3 separate regions of the Mus musculus genome follow, and all the other regions are linked to region 3. Evidence: chromatin contacts called from public Micro-C data. All regions are on one chromosome and are shown on one strand. Each heading gives the region's core, a stretch centred on a gene start, on an enhancer-like site or on the middle of the called end of the contact. The rest is flanking DNA. Distances are from core to core; before and after follow the strand shown.

Evidence for each region. A called contact is a pair of places that touch in the nucleus more often than the background predicts.
Region 1: a Micro-C map of embryonic stem cells shows a contact between it and region 3, with 5 times the contacts expected there. The contact joins the promoter of Slc24a4 here to the promoter of Prima1 in region 3. A contact is called at or near these places in 1 of 39 promoter capture datasets (liver) and 1 of 484 Hi-C or Micro-C datasets (embryonic stem cells).
Region 2: a Micro-C map of embryonic stem cells shows a contact between it and region 3, with 4 times the contacts expected there. The contact joins the promoter of Gsc here to the promoter of Prima1 in region 3. A contact is called at or near these places in 2 of 484 Hi-C or Micro-C datasets (both in embryonic stem cells) and 1 of 115 datasets of contacts at active chromatin or transcription factors (embryonic stem cells).

The regions. Positions count from the first base shown.
Region 1 is chr12:102,126,807-102,130,131 of GRCm38.p6, reverse strand. It overlaps Slc24a4 (solute carrier family 24 (sodium/potassium/calcium exchanger), member 4), which reads right to left and starts at 1,405. Exons shown (of 17, transcript NM_001362345.1): 1 at 613-1,405. The coding sequence starts at 742.
Region 2 is chr12:104,471,519-104,474,596 of GRCm38.p6, reverse strand. Gsc (goosecoid homeobox) reads left to right here and starts at 1,361. Exons shown (of 3, transcript NM_010351.1): 1 at 1,361-1,836; 2 at 2,345-2,604; 3 at 2,951-3,078. The coding sequence starts at 1,482. It overlaps Gm10000 (a long non-coding RNA gene), which reads right to left and starts at 1,067. Exons shown (of 6, transcript XR_381874.2): 1 at 15-1,067.
Region 3 is chr12:103,240,371-103,243,573 of GRCm38.p6, reverse strand. Prima1 (proline rich membrane anchor 1) reads left to right here and starts at 1,428. Exons shown (of 5, transcript NM_133364.2): 1 at 1,428-1,499; 2 at 2,112-2,234. The coding sequence starts at 2,142.

The sequences.
Region 1 (3,325 bases), core at 156-2,655, 1.1 Mb after region 3:
TTTGCATGTCTTAACAGACTCCCAGGTCGCCTTCTGCTTGGAGGAGCGTGGATCATGGCTATGCACGCCAGCCCTCCCTCTCCGTGGGGATTAAGCAGAGTTGAGTGAAGGGATGCTGGAACATGGCAGCAATCTCCCACGGGGACAGACTGCCCCCGCTCCGTTTAGGTTTGGGGAAGACCAAGCATTTGGATCAGAGCAGGTGCAAGGAGGAGAGCAGAGACTAAGCCTGAGAATTTGGGTCTCTGAGGGATGGAGCACAGCTTTGCAGAACAGAAAAGGGGGCTGCTCAGTTTCACACATCCTAAAGCGGGAGACTCTACCCCTGGGCTGCCATGAGTTGCCCATTACCCGCACACTCCAGGGACAGAGGTGGTGCAGGCTTTGATCCCAATAGCACACCTACAACTACGTCCGGAACCCCCAGGGAGCTTGAGCAGTTCGGCAGAACGTCGCCACAGTCCAGCTCGAGGCTCAGCACTCCTGGGTGAGCACTGCCCGCTGAGCGGGAAGGGAAAACCCTGGGGACCAATCTGACAGAGAAGAAGCTGGAGCTGTCAGAGCTCAAGCCCCCCAACTCCTCCAGCGGAAAACATCCTTTCCCACACCTACCCAAGCTTCCAAAGAGGCCGGAGGCACAGCACACCAGGGCCAGCACAGCGCACACGAAGCCAACTTGCTGCGGCAGCATCTCTCGCCTCCGGCGAACTTTGCTCTGCCGGATGAGTCCACGGAGAGCCATCTCCGTACGCCCCGCGCCCCTGGAAGAAGATCCCGAGCTTCAAGGGTTGGAGCGCTGTCTGTGGCCCAGCGGCGTTGGGGCTGCAGCGGGGCGATGCGTAGCTCAGAGGCAAGGGGCTCTGGGAGATAGCTTCATGGTCCGCGAACAAGGCAGTCACGGGGAGATCGGATGGGAATACCAGAGGAGGGGGAGCAATGCACGGCCGGAGCTCAGAGTTCCGCGCGGGGCGTGCGCGCTGCTCGCACCATGACTCCGTGGCGAGGAGACGACGCCTGCACGGTGGCGCTGGCGGCCCTGCTTGTCGGCTTGGCGCAGTCCGGGCGCTTGGAGCCGCTACCTGCCCACTGCTCTTCAGCGCGCTCGGAGTCCGCCGGGAGCAATCAGTGCTTGGCGAGCGCCCCCGCGCCCCGCGCCGCCGCGCCCACTCGCAGCATCCTCCTCGTCCAAGTTTAGCCCCGGCCGCCCCGGCTGCCCGCCTGCGAGGCTCCTCTGCTTCTCTCGGAAAGCAGGGCCCTGGCAGCTAAGTGCGTGCAGAAGGACCGCGCGCAGCACTCTCAGAACTCAAGACCCTCTCGGCCAGTGGCCGCAGTTTGGGCCCTCCCGCGGGCGAACTGTCCCGGGAACTTTCTCTCTGGCTCTTAGGCGGCCAGAGCCTGTGTCTGCGAGGCCGTGGCGCCTCCCGCAAGCTGCTCTCGCCTCCCTACTCCTCCCCTCCCGCCTGCCCGCCTCTCATCCCCCCCCCCTCCCCTGCACGTGTACACCTCCCCTAGGGCGCTCGCCCAGTGCGCTTCTCCCTTCCCCCAAGAGAGGCTCAACTACTGACCAATATAATCCCCTTTCCTTGCCTCCCTCCAAACCCCTTCCTCTCTCTCTCTCTAACCCTACGGAGCCAAAATGAGTCCTCAGCTTCTTGTGATTGCTATAAGGTGGAACAGGTTATGGCATCACCAAGGACTCTCAGAACCAGGGTTTCTGTAGGGCTCTCACACGGGTCCTGGCTCCCCGAGACCCCCTACCCCCCGCAGCGACCCAAGGCGGTCACCACTACCACCCGGAGGTCTCCAATGCACAAGTAGCTTAATTGCTAGCTCAGTGCTAAGAAACAGGCTTGCACCAAGCCAACCGACGCCCGCCGGGACCAGTTCCTGCCAGGCTCTCTGGGTAACCTAGGGACCTGTGTGGCGGGGGCGCAACACCGACCTACGAAATGCTGGTAATCTGACAGAGGGAGAAACCCCGCAGTTCTGCGGCTCTGCTGCCAACAGTTGGGAGCTTTTGATGTTTTGCAACCTCACAGCTTCGCAAGGCTTTCTGGTTTGGGTTTGTTTTTCCACCTCTCTTACTTTCGGCTCTCTAGTGTAAGCCGCTTTTAAAATGTGGGCGCAGTGAAATTTCCGAAGAGCAGTGGAGGTGTCATCCAGACGCAAATAAGTGGAGGGGACCTCTATCAGGAAGGATCTCTAACTCAGACTTCCCTGTCGGTTTTCTATCCTGTGCTGATTTAGGGGTTAACTCCTCTTAAAACCATTTTTGGATCAAAGCCAACTGTGTTTAATTAAATAAATACATACCCGCCATTTGTGAGCTCTGTGCCAAGTGCCATCCAGCCAAGAAACAAAACAACAACAACAACAACAACAACAACAACAACGTGTATTAAGACCCAATGTCTGCTTTCAAGGAACCCTGAACTAAAGGGGGGCCTGTCCCTCAGATGCTAAGTGGGATTCTCAAAGTGTTTTGCTCTGAGCGCCAAACATTCCCTTGCTGCTCATTAGGCTACGGGGTGGTCCACAGCAGCCAAGTCATTGCCTGGGAGTATAGGAGACAGGCAGGTTGCACATTTAAATCTACTCTTAGACCTACTGAGCTAAAATGTGCATTTTTAACCAGATTCCCTAGAGATCTTGAGCATAGTCAAGTGTGAGGACTTCCCTTCTGGGGACTGTCCCAAATGCCTCCTCTAGCTGGCCACTACCAGCAAGGTTCCTTTGTACTTCTTAGGCAAGCAGAGGGACACAGGTAAGAAGTGCCCAGAAAGCTGGGGTGGGGGCGGGGTGGGGTGCCATTGTTTGCAGCATCTTCATTTCTTTTTTTTTTTTTAAGATTTATTTATTTTATGTATGTGAGTACACTGTTGCTGTCTTCAGACACTCCAGAAGAGGACGTCAGATCTCATTACAGATGGTTGTGAGCCACCATGTGGTTGCTGGGAATTGAACTCAGGACCTCTGGAAGAGCAGCCAGTGCTCTTAACCTCTGAGCCATCTCTCCAGCCCCAGCATCTTCATTTCTATACTGTTCAGTATGGTCCGTAGAATAGGTGAGTTTATTAAGTATAGGAAAAAAAAAAGAAAAAGAAAAAGAAAAAAGTAAAAGAACAGGCAGGCAGGCAAAGTGGGCAGGTAGATAAATAGCAAAACATGGCCAAATCTGAGATTTATAAACTGGAAACAGTTACAATTGGGCGAGTTGAGGCAGTCAACTGCAGTTCTCAGTTGAACTGTCTCCTCATGGCTGAGCTTTCTGATCTTGGTACCCGCTGCAGGCATTTTTATATTACGGGATAAATAGCACTACCAT
Region 2 (3,078 bases), core at 112-2,611, 1.2 Mb before region 3:
AGAGGGTCGCCTACCTTCCCGCAGGTCGCCCAGCCGCCAGCGCGCAGATCTAGGCTGGCTGCGCCTCCCGCGGTTCGGCCGTGCCTCACGGAGAATCCCGCAAATCATCACGGCCGCCCGCAGTGGCCCGACTTTTGTCCAGGCCGCTGGGGTCCCCCGGAGGCCAGCGCGGGCCTGGAAGGACAGCTAGAGGCCTTTCGGAGAGCTCGCTGATTGAGAGAGGGACGCCACTCAATATGTTGAGAAAGGAGACAGGCAGTCCCGGTAGATCCCACGAGAATTAAAGCCAAAAAAATTTTTTTTGGGGGGGGGGAAGGCACCCCTTCTCCCAGACTAATAATCAAAAATACACAGAACCTATCGGCACCCACGCGGGAAGCCTCTGGAAGCATCGCTTCAGAGCGCTCCTCTGGGTGGTGAATTTTAAAGACTGGCTGAATTTGCTCTTCACTGGTGTGTTAGGAGCTAGGGAGAGTCAGGGTAGTTTTCAGACCCAGAGTGACCGCTTTAAGAAGAAGAAGAAGAAAAAAGACAACTTGTACGAAGGCGGACGCGTTTCTACTTTCATGGTTTTTGCTCTGAGAAAATTTGGCTTTCGCAAAAACAAAAGATTTTGGGAAAGAGACGGAGGGGGGGGTGGAGAAGTGAAATTAGGCAGTGAGTTCACGGGGTAGGGGGTTGGCTGCGGGGGGGGGGCACTTTCAGTCTTAGTTGAGGGAGGACACAGCCACCCTCATTTCTTAAAAGCAAACAGATTCCGAAAGAGAGTAAAAAGTAGTCCTAAAGTAAAATTAGCCACAATGAATTTGAGCTACAACCATAGGAAATCGCACCCCATAATAGAGAGAAAAGGGTCGGGGCGGAGAGGTCGGCGGCGGAGTTGTTAACGGCGGCAGGACAATAGTATTAATAAGATTAACCTGGGCAATTAGGCCGCCCGCCCAGCAAGGCCGGGGCCGCGCCGGGGCTGCCGAATGGAAAAGATTAGGTTAATTTCATTAATTCTCAATCCACAATCTTTTTCAGGCCCTGTGGCCCCCCTCCTCTTGGCATCTCTCCCCCTCCCCTGCAAGCGCCCCCCGCCCACCCCCACCTCCCCATTCCACACCACCCAAAGGAAAAGAAAAGGACCAAATCTGGTTCTGTTTGTCATCTGCATATTACCAGGAACTAAATCCAGGATGACGTCGACTCAGTATAAAACCAACAAGAGGTTGAGCCGGTCGGAGCTGCGTCCTACCCGCGGGTTGAGTTCAGCTAGGCGGCGGCGAGGGGAGGAGAGGGCGGGAGGAGGGAGTTCGGACGCAGGGGGCGGGGAGGGGCGCGAGTTGCGCGCTCGCCCGCGCTCTCTTTCGGTTTGCTCGCCCGCGGGAGCAGAGAGTGGGACAATTCCCAACCCCCACCCCAAACAACACCACTTGGAGACTTCTTCTTCTTCGGCGCGTCCCCGCCGCCCCCCGGTCCCGACGCGGGGCTCGGGGATGCCCGCCAGCATGTTCAGCATCGACAACATCCTGGCCGCCCGGCCGCGCTGCAAAGACGCGGTGCTCCCGGTGGCGCCCAGCGCCGCGGCTCCGGTGGTCTTCCCGGCTCTACACGGGGACTCGCTCTACGGCGCCGGCGGCGGCACCTCCTCGGACTACGGCGCCTTCTACCCGCGCCCTGTGGCCCCCGGAGGCGCGGGCCTCCCGGCCGCGGTCGGCAGCTCCCGCCTGGGCTACAACAGCTACTTCTACGGGCAGCTGCACGTGCAGGCGGCGCCCGTGGGCCCGGCTTGCTGCGGGGCTGTGCCGCCGCTGGGCGCCCAGCAGTGCTCCTGCGTCCCGACGCCCCCAGGTAGGGTCGCGATCGCTCGCGAGCCGGCCTTCGCCACTGCGGCAGTCGGTGGCTGCCGGGGCATGGACGCGCGGTTTGCTTGCTTTACTCACCTGGCACCAACTTTCTCCCTTTGCAAGCCTTCCCCGTTCTCCCATTTATTTATTTATCTTTTACTTTTAATTAATTAATATATTTTTGGGTCACCGGGTACGGGGACTTTGCATACGTCTACTGTAAACTTTAGGTTAGAGTTTAAAAAGCCGAGTCACCGGGAGTCTCGGGGCGACTCCACGCGCGCGCGGGAATGAAGTGAGGACGCGGGGAGATTCTAAAGTGCCTGAACTGGCTTTTGGATGTGTGCAGGCAGACGCTCCTTCCACGTCTGGGCATCCCTGGTCTCGGTGCCCCCCAAAGACATAGCGCCCCTTGCAGACTTTTTTTATTTTTAAGTGAGCGAGGGCAGCGAGCGGGTTGGCTTACGGTGCCGAGGGAGGATGACTGACTCCCGTCCCTCTCTCTGTCGCAGGCTACGAGGGCCCCGGTTCTGTACTGGTGTCTCCGGTGCCGCACCAGATGCTGCCCTACATGAACGTGGGCACGCTGTCGCGCACTGAGCTGCAGCTGCTCAACCAGCTGCACTGTCGGCGGAAGCGGCGGCACCGCACCATCTTCACCGATGAGCAGCTCGAAGCCCTGGAGAACCTCTTCCAGGAGACGAAGTACCCAGACGTGGGCACTCGGGAGCAGCTGGCCAGGAAGGTGCACCTTCGGGAGGAGAAGGTGGAGGTAGGCAAGAGCCCCAGCGGGGGTGGGCTGGGGTGGGGGCGTCTAGCGGTCCTTCCCTGCACGCGGCTTTTGCCGGGTCCTCCTTTGGGATGTGGCCACTCTAAGAGCATCCCAGAGGCTGTGGCCTGGAGGCTGCCCGAGGGTACTTTAGGCCCAAGAAGGAAAAGAGGAAGCGTGGAGGGTGCTTCTCCTTTTGTTGGTCTTGAGCACAGCGATTGCCTGCGGATTTCTCCCTGCCAGGCTAAGGTTCCACGGTCAGGCTGTCCCCTGGCCACGCGGGGCCACCCGGTGCCCTGGTGTCGGTGGGCAGCAGCCTTTAGGTCACCACTGTTTGGTTGCGCAACAGGTCTGGTTTAAGAACCGCCGAGCCAAGTGGAGACGACAGAAGCGATCCTCCTCGGAGGAGTCAGAAAACGCCGAGAAGTGGAACAAGACGTCCTCAAAAGCCTCGCCGGAGAAGAGGGAAGAGGAAGG
Region 3 (3,203 bases), core at 179-2,678:
GTGCTCTGATGAAGGAAGCTGCAGGAGAATTGGTCTGAAACCTGCTTTGCAAAGCACTTTGTACTTTTGTGAGTTTACCTGGAGTGACTTGGGGACAGCCAAGGGGAACTAAGTAACTTTCTTAACCAGTGGGCTGTGGTATCTACCCTCGGTTATAAGCCTCCGGTTCTCTTACCTAACCCCAGGCAGAATTGCCCAGCTCTTTGCGACTTTGACTGGAATGGTCACACCCCCACCTCCAGGGAACATCAATCAGAGCATTTAATAAAGCGCTATCACCAGATGAGCAGGGCGCCTGCGTGGCGCCTGGGAAGGCTCCTGTAGGAAGGAGCAGCATGCAGCTTGTTTGAACGAGATGCAACCAGCTCCTTCCTGAAGAACCGACTTGTTGATAATCTTGCATCAAACAGGAGTTTGTGGATAGTGGAGGAAAAGTCCTGGGGAGAAGGCTTTCCCTGAAATGTCACAACTCCCCCTAAGACACAGCGGAGTTAATAGAGAGGTCCCGAGGTCATGATTGCCAAATGGAGGGAGGTCAGGCACATTGCTTTGGAGGGCTAGCCAGCACCATCCTAGCTCAGCACACACAGGGGAAAGGGGGCGCCGCTATGATAGTGTACAGACGGGGTCCCCACTAGTCAGACCTTACTACCACCTTCCCGCAGCCTGGGGGATGAACTTGAGGGAAGGGCAAGCAGAAGCAGGTTGCCACTGTCACTGGGAGTCCTCGGCCTCTAGGGTGAATAAATAAATTATTAAGCGCCCAATACACAATAGCCTCGCTAGATGGAGACGAGGAATCACTGCAGCGGCGCTGGCGGCCGCGGCAGCGGGGAGCGCGGGCGGGAGTGCAGCCCGGGAGGGAGGCGGGCGAGGCTCTGGCTCCGCTCACGTCTGTTTTCCTTTTTCGTGCATTATTTATTTCGCCTCCGCCCGCGGCCCTGCTGCCGGAGCGGGTGCTCCGGGCCGGCGCCTCTCGCCCGCTGCCTCCCGCGGGCCCCGGGCACCCTGCGCCCCGGGCAGCCGCTCGGCGCCACCAGGAAGGGCGGGGACCGGGGCGGCGCAGGGACCCGTGGCTGGGCTGAAGGAGGACTCCTGCGGCCCGCTCGCGGAGGACCCGAGGACACTTTCCCCACCCTCTGCCTGGGCTGCCCGACCTCGGAAGTGGCCGCCTTTCCCGGCCCGCGCGCGGCCAAGCGGAGCCTGGAGCTCCGTGCGAGTGCGCCGCGCCCCGGTCTCCCAGATCAGCTGCCCTGGAGGCCCAAGCAGCGCGCAAACTTTTGCTCCAGCGCCCCGCGCTCGTCCTCTGCAAGTGAAGCCCCCGAGCGCGCGCGCAGCCGCCAGGGTGAGCTTAGAGGCCCCGCCTAGAGGGCGGGGGACTGGGGAGGCGGCTGGCTTTAAATGGGGGCCGTCCGGCTGCTGAGAGCAGAGCTGCTGTGGGGGCAACCCTGACCTCCCTTCTCCGTGTCGACGATCGGTGGGGGTCGCCACCAGGCAAGGTGGCGTGAGGCATCGGAGGGGTGCGGGCGGTGATGGGGGCGTGCAGGAAAACCTACGCCTGCCCGGGAACAGGAGCTGGGGTTTGGGCGGCAAATGGGGGCACGTACGGAGGTGCCTATGAGACAGTGTGCGCACTGAAGTCCCTGGGGCAGAAAGACTACATGCAGCGAGTGATTTGGTGGTACTGTGCAAGCAGAGTCAAGTGTGCGGACGGGAGTCGGTGGCGGTGCATGGGGGTCACAGTGCGTGCGCGCGCAGAGTGAGTGATTCACTCTGGGTTTGAAGCGTACTCCTAGTCAGAGTTGTGCATGGCCGTTTCTGGGTTTGTATGAGGTTCAATAAGTGTGTTTGGATGTTTCTGGGGGTGTGCACGGGATCAAGGTGTGCATGCGGTATTCTGAAGGGGAGGGGGTGTGCTCCAGGATAGGTAGGTGTGAGTTCTGGGAAGCACCGAGAGTCAGCAAGTGTGTGCGCACTGGAAGGAAGATGAAGACTTGCTTTGCGCAGGTGCCCCAAAGTGCGGGGCAAGTGAGTCCTCATCGAGTTGGTTCTTGAATTGGTGCTATGGTTTATGCAGTGTCCACCTGACTCAAGCCTTGCTCCCTTGACAGTTAGCTCACCAGTGGGCGCCGCAGGCCGAGATGCTACTCCGGGACCTGGTGCTGCGCCATGGCTGCTGCTGGCCCTCACTTCTGCTGCACTGTGCGCTGCACCCACTCTGGGGTTTAGTTCAGGTGAGAAGCGGGCAGAGGCCTCCTGGGAAGGGGGTAGGGTCACTTCAGAGCTCCCCCTACAGCCACCTACTGAGTGGTCTTGGGGATACTTGGGGAGGAAGAAAAACTGGTCAAGTATAACATGCTCTGACCCTGAAAAAAAATAAGAAACTTTGCAAAGAGTCTCAGTTGTGGCCTAAGGCCTGCAGTACTGAATGAACGTGATATAGGAAGGTGCTAAGACCTCATAGTGAACTCTACTGCAGCTTTTATGGAAAGAAACAAACTTATAAACAAACAAACAACAATACCAAAAAAAACCCAACCCCCCCCCAAAAAAAAAATCCCACAGTGGTGCCTTGTTTCCTACCAGATTCGACCCCTAAACTTCAAATTAGCCTTCCAACTAACTGTCTCCAACCTGGGGTAAGGGCTGTGTTTCTTCTAAGTGGTGGCTGGGGAGGTGGATGGTGACCCACGATTCATGCAAAACACAGTCTGTCAAGACTGCTGGAGGACAAACCCTCACCTTTGACCTCCCAGTCTTCAGGACAGAGACCAAGCCCCCACTAACTCCAGTTACTCGAGGTGATTGGATGGGATGTTCTCTAGTCCTGCCCTTAAACCCCCGTTGACCAGTCCTTTACCAGCAAGGTGACTAAACAAGAAACTTAAGGTCTGATCCTGGTTTTCTCCTTCCTGCTTGTTATGGGGCCAGTACTTGTTTGCTTGATACATCACCTGGACCCCAGGAAACATGGTTAGTAGCTGTCCTTGCTGTTGCTGGGGTGTGAGATGTTACATCCACTGGGCAGAGACACTCCCTGGCTTCCATGACTCTCTAGAGGCATCCCACCATTAGCTCAGGCCAAGGTTTCTACTTTCTCTGCTCTGGCCAGCCTCTGGCTTATGATTGTGTTATTTAAATGTACTGTGTGTTCTCGGGAATCGGGGATGTCATTTCTCAACACTTGGACCATTGAGACAAGG